Regions from separate parts of the Astyanax mexicanus genome. Here region 2 is linked to region 1. The links are chromatin contacts, called in public Hi-C maps. All regions are on one chromosome and are shown on one strand. The core of a region is the stretch at or near the end of the contact, and the rest is flanking DNA. Distances in the headings are between cores, read along the strand shown. Region 1 overlaps LOC103026716 (ATP-sensitive inward rectifier potassium channel 1). Region 2 has its middle 37 kb from the start of LOC125804615.

The links. A called contact is a pair of places that touch in the nucleus more often than the background predicts.
Region 2: a contact with region 1 is called in a Hi-C map of muscle, with 19 times the contacts expected there. The contact joins two enhancer-like sites. A contact is called at or near these places in 2 of 3 Hi-C or Micro-C datasets (both in muscle).

Annotation. Positions count from the first base shown.
Region 1 is chr9:33,010,055-33,013,784 of AstMex3_surface, forward strand. All of the region lies in intron 2 of LOC103026716 (ATP-sensitive inward rectifier potassium channel 1), which reads left to right. Among protein-coding and RNA genes, the nearest start is that of fli1, 16 kb to the left of the region's middle. Within about 2 kb of position 1,272, the one cell type or tissue checked has an H3K27ac peak away from gene starts, as active enhancers do.
Region 2 is chr9:33,232,674-33,236,505 of AstMex3_surface, forward strand. No RefSeq gene overlaps it. Among protein-coding and RNA genes, the nearest start is that of LOC125804615, 37 kb to the right of the region's middle. Within about 2 kb of position 2,583, the one cell type or tissue checked has an H3K27ac peak away from gene starts, as active enhancers do.

The DNA.
Region 1 (3,730 bases), core at 22-2,521:
TTAAAGTTTGTTTTCGTGGCAGTTTGCTACAAAATGTGGTAGACTGTACCATCAGCATAATATTTCCAATTATTGACTGCTCCCAAAGAGCTCAAATGGCAAAAATAAAGGGAAAAAAATGGGGATGTTCTAAGGTGTGTCATGGCACCTCCAGGAAGTTAATCACCGGATTATTGATTACACCTGTTTGCAACAATGTATACTGTACATACTGTATGCACCCTCACTCCACACACACCTTGCTGAGTATTGTTGGTTTTGCACAGACAACATATTATGCAGATATTACAGATATTATTTTTATATATTTAACCCTATCAGATCTAATGCCTCACAGGTAAAGGTTCTAAACCCATTCAGTTTTCGTAGATCTCAGTGTACAACATAGGAACTTTAATCGGTAACAGGGTTTGGGCACAAGATAATAAATATACAGTATACTCATTAAACAGTTTTTTTTTTATAGAACTTGATTGCCAAGCCTAAATCAATATAGAATATTTATTTGCAAGACTGTGAGATGATAGGTCTGACAAAATTAAATTAATAAAGAATACTTGTTTTTTATGTTTTTATTATTAAATTTTTTCATTAATTGGAAACAGACCAATAGAAATACTCCAAATTACTTAATCTATTCAAATCAAATATTTTTAAATTGAATTCCTCTAAAATTTAAGAGGCTTCTAAGAGGATGGTGAAAGCAGTAAAAAATGAACTGTGTGATATTCTGCTGTATTGAATTATACCATATACTGGTGCAGTTGTGGCAGAAGACTGATAGAGGGCGCAGTTGAGCTTTAAAACATATTAAACCCATGCTGTTCTCAAACCAAAAATCAGCCTTTTTCAAGTCATTTGAAGTCATACAAGATATTGAGTTGCTTAAAGCCGAACTACACACAAAAAATACACACAAAGATGAAATACTTCCAGTGCATGTTTTTCTTTTTCTTTTTTGGAGTTCTCTACCTTAAAACTGGATTTAAAGACTAAAAATAGGCCCAATGAAAGAAAATCCCTCTTGAACTTAGTTACTGTACAGGGTTCAGCTGCGTTTTCGTCATGTGAATAAATCCTACTTGACACAAACAACTATAACAAGCAGTCTGTCCTGCTGCCAATGTTTGTACTGTTAAAAATGTAACGTTGCATCTTGTTTACTGAAGCTGCTGCCACTAAATCCCAGCCCTGCCCAAACATGGCAGCAGCTGTACTCCAACCCCAGCGAAAATAAAGTAAACCGATACAGCCAGATACGGGCCTACAAGTGCACACACTCGTACACACCCGCGCATACACCATGCAGCCATGCGCTCATGCGTGCACACCCACACACACACCTGTACGTCTCAGAGCTGTTATCTGTAGCCTATATCTTATACACCAGCCTCCTGCAGCACTGCTCACTCTACAACCATTTACAACAATTTACTTTAAATACAGATTACCTACATCACACTCAGATTACCTTACAGTGCACTTAAAAACTATTACAAGATCATTTTATCTCTGGAAAATTACATTAAAATTACATGAATAAACATGAAATGTGTCATGTTATTTTCTGAGAAAATTCTCTAAAACTTTAGTACGTAAATTATCTGTTGATGCTTTTTTTTTGCTGACTCCATGCTCAGCTCAAATTTGAAACAGGCTAAAAAATGTTAGGAGTGGCTTGGAAGAGGCACTGGGTGATGTATGGGTTTAGAGGCAGGGCATAAGGGTGATCTGATTGGCTGAGCTGCAGCAGCAGTGTTCCTCTGAGAGCCGTGAGATGCAGATGGTTGGACATCATCCAAGGCAATAGCACAGTTGAACCTGAGAGGGCGCTGCAGAGGCAGAAATTACCACAATAAAAGTGTTTTCTTAAGGTTAGGAAGAGTTTATAAAAAAACTAAGCAGGACTGAAATGTTTCAGTACTTTTAAAGGAACATATTTTAGCTATTAATGCAAAAATATGGTTTAAGGTTTAGTGGCTCTTTAACAAGTCTAACTGTGAAATGTGATTCAAAGTAAATAAGCAAATACATATTTGTGGTAATTGTACACAAAATGCAGTTCATAGCTGCAAGATAAAATGTAAGAAAACTAACAGAAAAATCAGTAATTTTCTATTAACCATTGATTAAAAACGTATTGTTGTGTAACAACAAGTGTTTTAGCACCACTGTTTGCAGAAAATGTATTTTTTAACAGTGTATTCTTTAGAATTTGTATATAGTATTCGTTTTTAAGAGAATTATATGCAGTTTTTTTTCACGTCTATGACTTTGTTTTTACATAAGGAATCATATAATAAACCTAAGTACTAAAGAGTTTATTTAAGTACTAAGGGGGGTCTTATCTGGGGTGCTTTCAACTTATCCTGTGCAACAGAGGTAACTCTCTGTCTTTCTTTTCCTATAGCAATAAATGTCTGACGGTTTAATGTTCTAGTCAGGGTTCTAATCAGTCAGTGGTGCACCTGTGTTTTATGTTGCACTTATACATAGCAGTTCACCAGCAATTTATCTGAACATACCTCACTTCACGACCACCACACCAATTAGAGTATATACATTCAGGAAAACAGACTGTTCTCGGGGTGTAAGATAGTAATGAGCATTGCCCAATTCTACTGTATGTTAGTGTAAAAACATGAATAATGTTCTTATGGGTTTATAATGAATCTTATAGGTGAATCGTGCACCGTGCAGGGTGTCAGCATGTCTTTGCTATAATAACTTGCAGCTCGAAAAACGCAAAAGACATGTAGTAATTATCTCTTAATTAATCATGGGTGTGTTTTGAGTGTAATAAATGTGTAATAAACCTATCATTGTGTCACTTGCCATTCTCTTTAAAAGCCAGGTGCACTCTGACTTTGGTGGATTGGTATTTTAATGGTGCAGAACTTCTGCACTCAGCAGAGGAAACTGACCTGTGAACAGCAATGTTATTTAATTTTGTATTCTCTTTATTGTTGATGTAAAAGGTGGGTTTGTGCACTGCTGCATGTCCTTGTGTATAATGTGGCGTTTCTCCTTTGCCAGCCTAGCAGTGAACATCTGACTGATGACTGTTGTCAGGGTTTTAGTAAGTCAGTGGTGCACCTGTGTTTTCTGTTGCCAAGATAGCAATAGGCCAGAAATTGAACTTAAAACATCACACCACCACATCCATCAGGGCATATATATTTACAAGCGCCACTGCAGGCGCGAGGGGTGAAAGTAGACTGTTTCCAGGGTGTAAGATAGTAATGAGCATCGTGACACGCCTTGTTTCCCATGATATTCCAATTCTACTCTATGTCAGTATAAATACATGAATAATGGGCTCTGGACTCATGAATTTATAATGAATCTTATCACACTGGCATGGCTGATGATAGTAGTAACAGGATCCTCTCGTAATCAGCGAAAGAGAGAAAAAAGAGAGAGAGACAACGAGAGAGAAATGAAGGGAGCGAGTGCAGGCCATTTCCTCGTTTAGAATCAAAACATGATGAACTCTACATCCTTAAAACATCCTTAAAACATCAGCTCTCAGAGTAAAAATACCCTGCCTGCCTCTGTGGGGCAGGGGGAGGTCAGTGTGTATAGCAGTGTGTATAGTGTATAGTGTGTGTGTGTGTGTGTGTGGAGAGGATGTGGGAGTTCCTCAGCTCCAGACCGTAGCAGTGATAGCAGCACTGAGAATAGAGGCTGATTATTTATGTGCTTGTAATCTAGACCCCGCCCCCTTTTT
Region 2 (3,832 bases), core at 1,333-3,832, 220 kb after region 1:
TGGTGAGTGGAAGATTCTATGGTGACACTTTACTTGGATGGTCCATTGTTGATGCTTCATAGATTATCAACTAACTAACATTCAACTAAATGGGTAACACTCTCTATGAATCAGGTATCTATAAAGCATTATAAATGCATTCATAAAGCTTCATAAACCATTTGTTACGCTTTATAACTCTTGACATAAGCCTTTCTAACTATATATAAATGTTTATAATCTCAAACATAAAATGTTATAACACCACAGTATAAAGCTTTATATCACAAAGTGATATAATGCATTAAAATATACCTGGCTCATTAAGCTTAATAGATGTTGAGTTTATTCACATAATGCTTTATCAAGATCCACAGCGATGCCTTCCCTCTGTTCTGTAAATGCACATAACATCTAATGAACACTTAAAAGCGCATTTTAGAGACTTTAGGTAAAGTGTCAAGTTATTTCACATTACCAAAGGCATATAACAAATTATAAAGCTTCATAAGTAAATGTTAATTGAATGCAAATTAATTCTATGTTGAAATTATTCTCTTTTAAATGTAACCCTATTTTATTTTTATAGGGTTAAATAGGGTTACCATCTGTTTGGTTGGTAACTCTCCACGAGTTAAAATAGTTCCATTGTTGCTCTATCTGTAGCTGCGCTGTTTGGCTTGTAAGCGCTGCATTGTTGCTAGGTTACCTGTATGCGGCAGAGTAATACTTGTAGAGCTTCGGTTACAGTGCATTACCGGCTGATAATGTCACTCATAAAATGCCTCTACACTTTGGTGTAACAGATGTTCAGTTAAACATGTGGTGAGAATCTATGATTCATCTATAATTTTCTAAATTACCTTTCCTTGTCCACTACAGGGTATGTTTGATATGTTTGATGGTTTAGGAGGTCTACAAACATTATCAATCTGGGCGAGCTAGACCACCATCTTAACCAAGCTTGACCAAGCTGGTTGACCATCATCACCAAGTTTTTCAACCACCTTCACCATCCATGACCATCTTAGACTATCTGAAACCTGCTACCAGCAAAAGGTGAGCCAACTATTCCACCATACTCACAAGGGCTCAGAAGACCACTGTTGTTGGTTCACATCGTGTTTAAAGGTATTCTTTACAACATTTACCAGTTAATCGATGTACTTTTTATTGTATCAGATTAAAAAATGGATAAATGGATCATTAAAGAGCGAATAAAGGTTTTCTTGACTACGCTTGTTGTCTGTAGGGGAAAACCATGTTTGTAAGTTCAGCACCCATGGGCTTACAACTCTCTTTTTTTGGTAATAGCTAGATAACTGCATTTCCATCTTTTGCAATTTTTCCAAACTTACTTCATAAGTGAATTCAGTGCAGGTATGTGTATTTACATACCACACATTGGCAAGTAGGAGGAGCCAAAGGAACAGCAGCACAAAAGTGAACAATTACTGTGCTGTTTGTCTTGTAAGCGCTGCACATTTATGTGGCAGAGTAATACTTGTAGAGCTTTGATTACAGTGCATTACCAGCTGATAATATAATGTCACTCATAAAACGCTTCTCAGCCAATCACATTGCAGGGTCAGAAATAAATGTGGTATAATAGATGTTTAATAGATGTTTAGATAGGGTGAGAATCTATGGGGCATCTATAATTTTCTAAATAGTTTTTCCTTAATCACTATAGGGTATGTTTTTGTTTGATTTGTCTGATGGTTTAGGAGGTCTACAAACTTGATCGACGTGGCCCAGCTGGACCACCAGTTTAACCAAGCTTCACCAAGCTGGTTGACCATCAAAACAATCACGCATTTGCAAGGGGGGGTGTGTCCAGAGGAACAGCAGACTAAAAGTGAACATTTACTCCCAGCCTGTAGAGGGAGCCTTGTAAAAAAAATCAGCCAACGGTTACATAGTGTGCCTTTAATACAGAGTTGCCAGGTTTGCGGTTTTCCTGTTAAAATTGGCAGGTGAAAATTCAGGGGGTTTTTTTTGGGCTATTTTTATTTATTTTGTTTTTATTACAGTGAAAAAAAAGCGGGTGTTGTCTTGGATGTTAAGAGACTTACAATGTAACCAGAAATGACAAGGTGATAAAAAAATGTTAAAGAGGAGAGAAGAGAGCTCAGGAGTTGCAAAAACAGAAAAGATGAAGTAAAAGTCTGTTTTTTTCGCTAATTATGTTACTATTAAATGTTTGAATATTATTAATATCACTTATAAATAAGATTAATAGCAATATTGATAATAAATCACTTACAAACAATATACTAAGTCGTAAAAACAAGTCATAGTTGTTTTGCCATTTGCTTCAAACAAGTAACAGACATATACTGTATTTTTGGGCTAGTTTAATCTTTTAGATTGAGTTTTAGACTTTGGGCTGAATATTTTCTTTGGATCTGGCAACCCTGCTTTAATTTGCGCAACTCTACCATCCTACTGGAACTTTAGAAGAACACAGTATATCACAATCAGTAGCTGATAAAGAGATACTCCTGAGAAGCATCCATGTCTCATGAAGGACAGCACGGGCAGGTCACTGAGCAGATGCTGCCCATGGACTAAGAAAATAAAGGGATCATGGCGTCCATGACCTAGGCTTTTACTGCTCGCCACATAACGGATCACCTTTGACCTGCTGAAGCTCCGTCTGGCCTGTTAACCTACCGCTGTTAACTTTCACTGGAGGGAAGGTCCAAAACTGAAACGGTTAAATAAACAAGTGTGGCGAAGACATGTAATAAAAATGCTTGTATGGACTGGATGCCAGTTATTTTAGATTAAACAAAGAAAACAAACAAAAAAAAGGTAATAAATAATTTTCTGCCTTGTCAACAACAAGGAACATCATGTCACGCTAAGAATTACAAGCAGAGGTCATGTTTCGCCGCTCAAATTAGGCTCCATTCTGACGTGACAAATAGCTTTCCTCTTTCTGGAACGGATTGGAATGTCCCAAAAAGTTGCTGGCAGCGGCTCAAAAATGCTCAAATACGAAGGAGCGAGGCCGAGTGCGGTTTGGCCACGCCGCCCAGCTCTCTCATGTTCAGAGAATCGTGCAGAGCTACATGGAAGACACAAAGGAAAAGTGCGAAGTGTTTGGGTTCATGGCTTATTTACTGCTGAAGGGTTGACTGGAAATTCACTCAGTGCCTGGATCCCTTTCACAGCTCGCTACTGCCTCCTGGCAGAGAAACGGCGCTACTGCAGGTGATATTCTCTGGCCAAGTACTGTGGCTGTCCAAGTTTTAAGTGATGATAAACTAAATTTAACACCAGAGACAAATCATCAGAATTCCATATACTTTATAAATAAAACAAAATGCTTTTTTGCACGTCAGTAATGTGAAATAATGTTAAGTAATAAAAAAAAAAAGATCAGCCAGCTCTCTCGCTTTCGCCTCTTGCTTTCGCTGAAAGCGCTGAACTCACATAAAACAAACCAAATGAGTTCAAAAACCACAACTATTGGTACTCCACTTTCAGCTCGGCGCTTGGCGGGCCCGGCTGGCTAACGACACCGAATTCCAGCTGTTTTTCCAGCTTTCTTGTCGCTCCAGGTCTTGTTTCTCGGGACTGGCTGGCTGGCTGGTCGCTTTCCACGGGCACAAGTGCAGACGCTGCAGTTCTGGGGTACAATGTGTCTTTCATTTGGCTGCTGCTTCCAAACTCAGTGCACATGTGGCCCAAGTATGCAGCCAGCTGCTCCAATACAAACACACACAGCTCCCCCGTCTGCCTGCTGCCGGGCGAGCACACTGCACTCTCTCTTTCTCTTTCTCTCGCTCTCTCTTTCTCTTTTCGGAGTCTCCATCTTTCTCTTTTTAACCCTTGTCTTAACCCA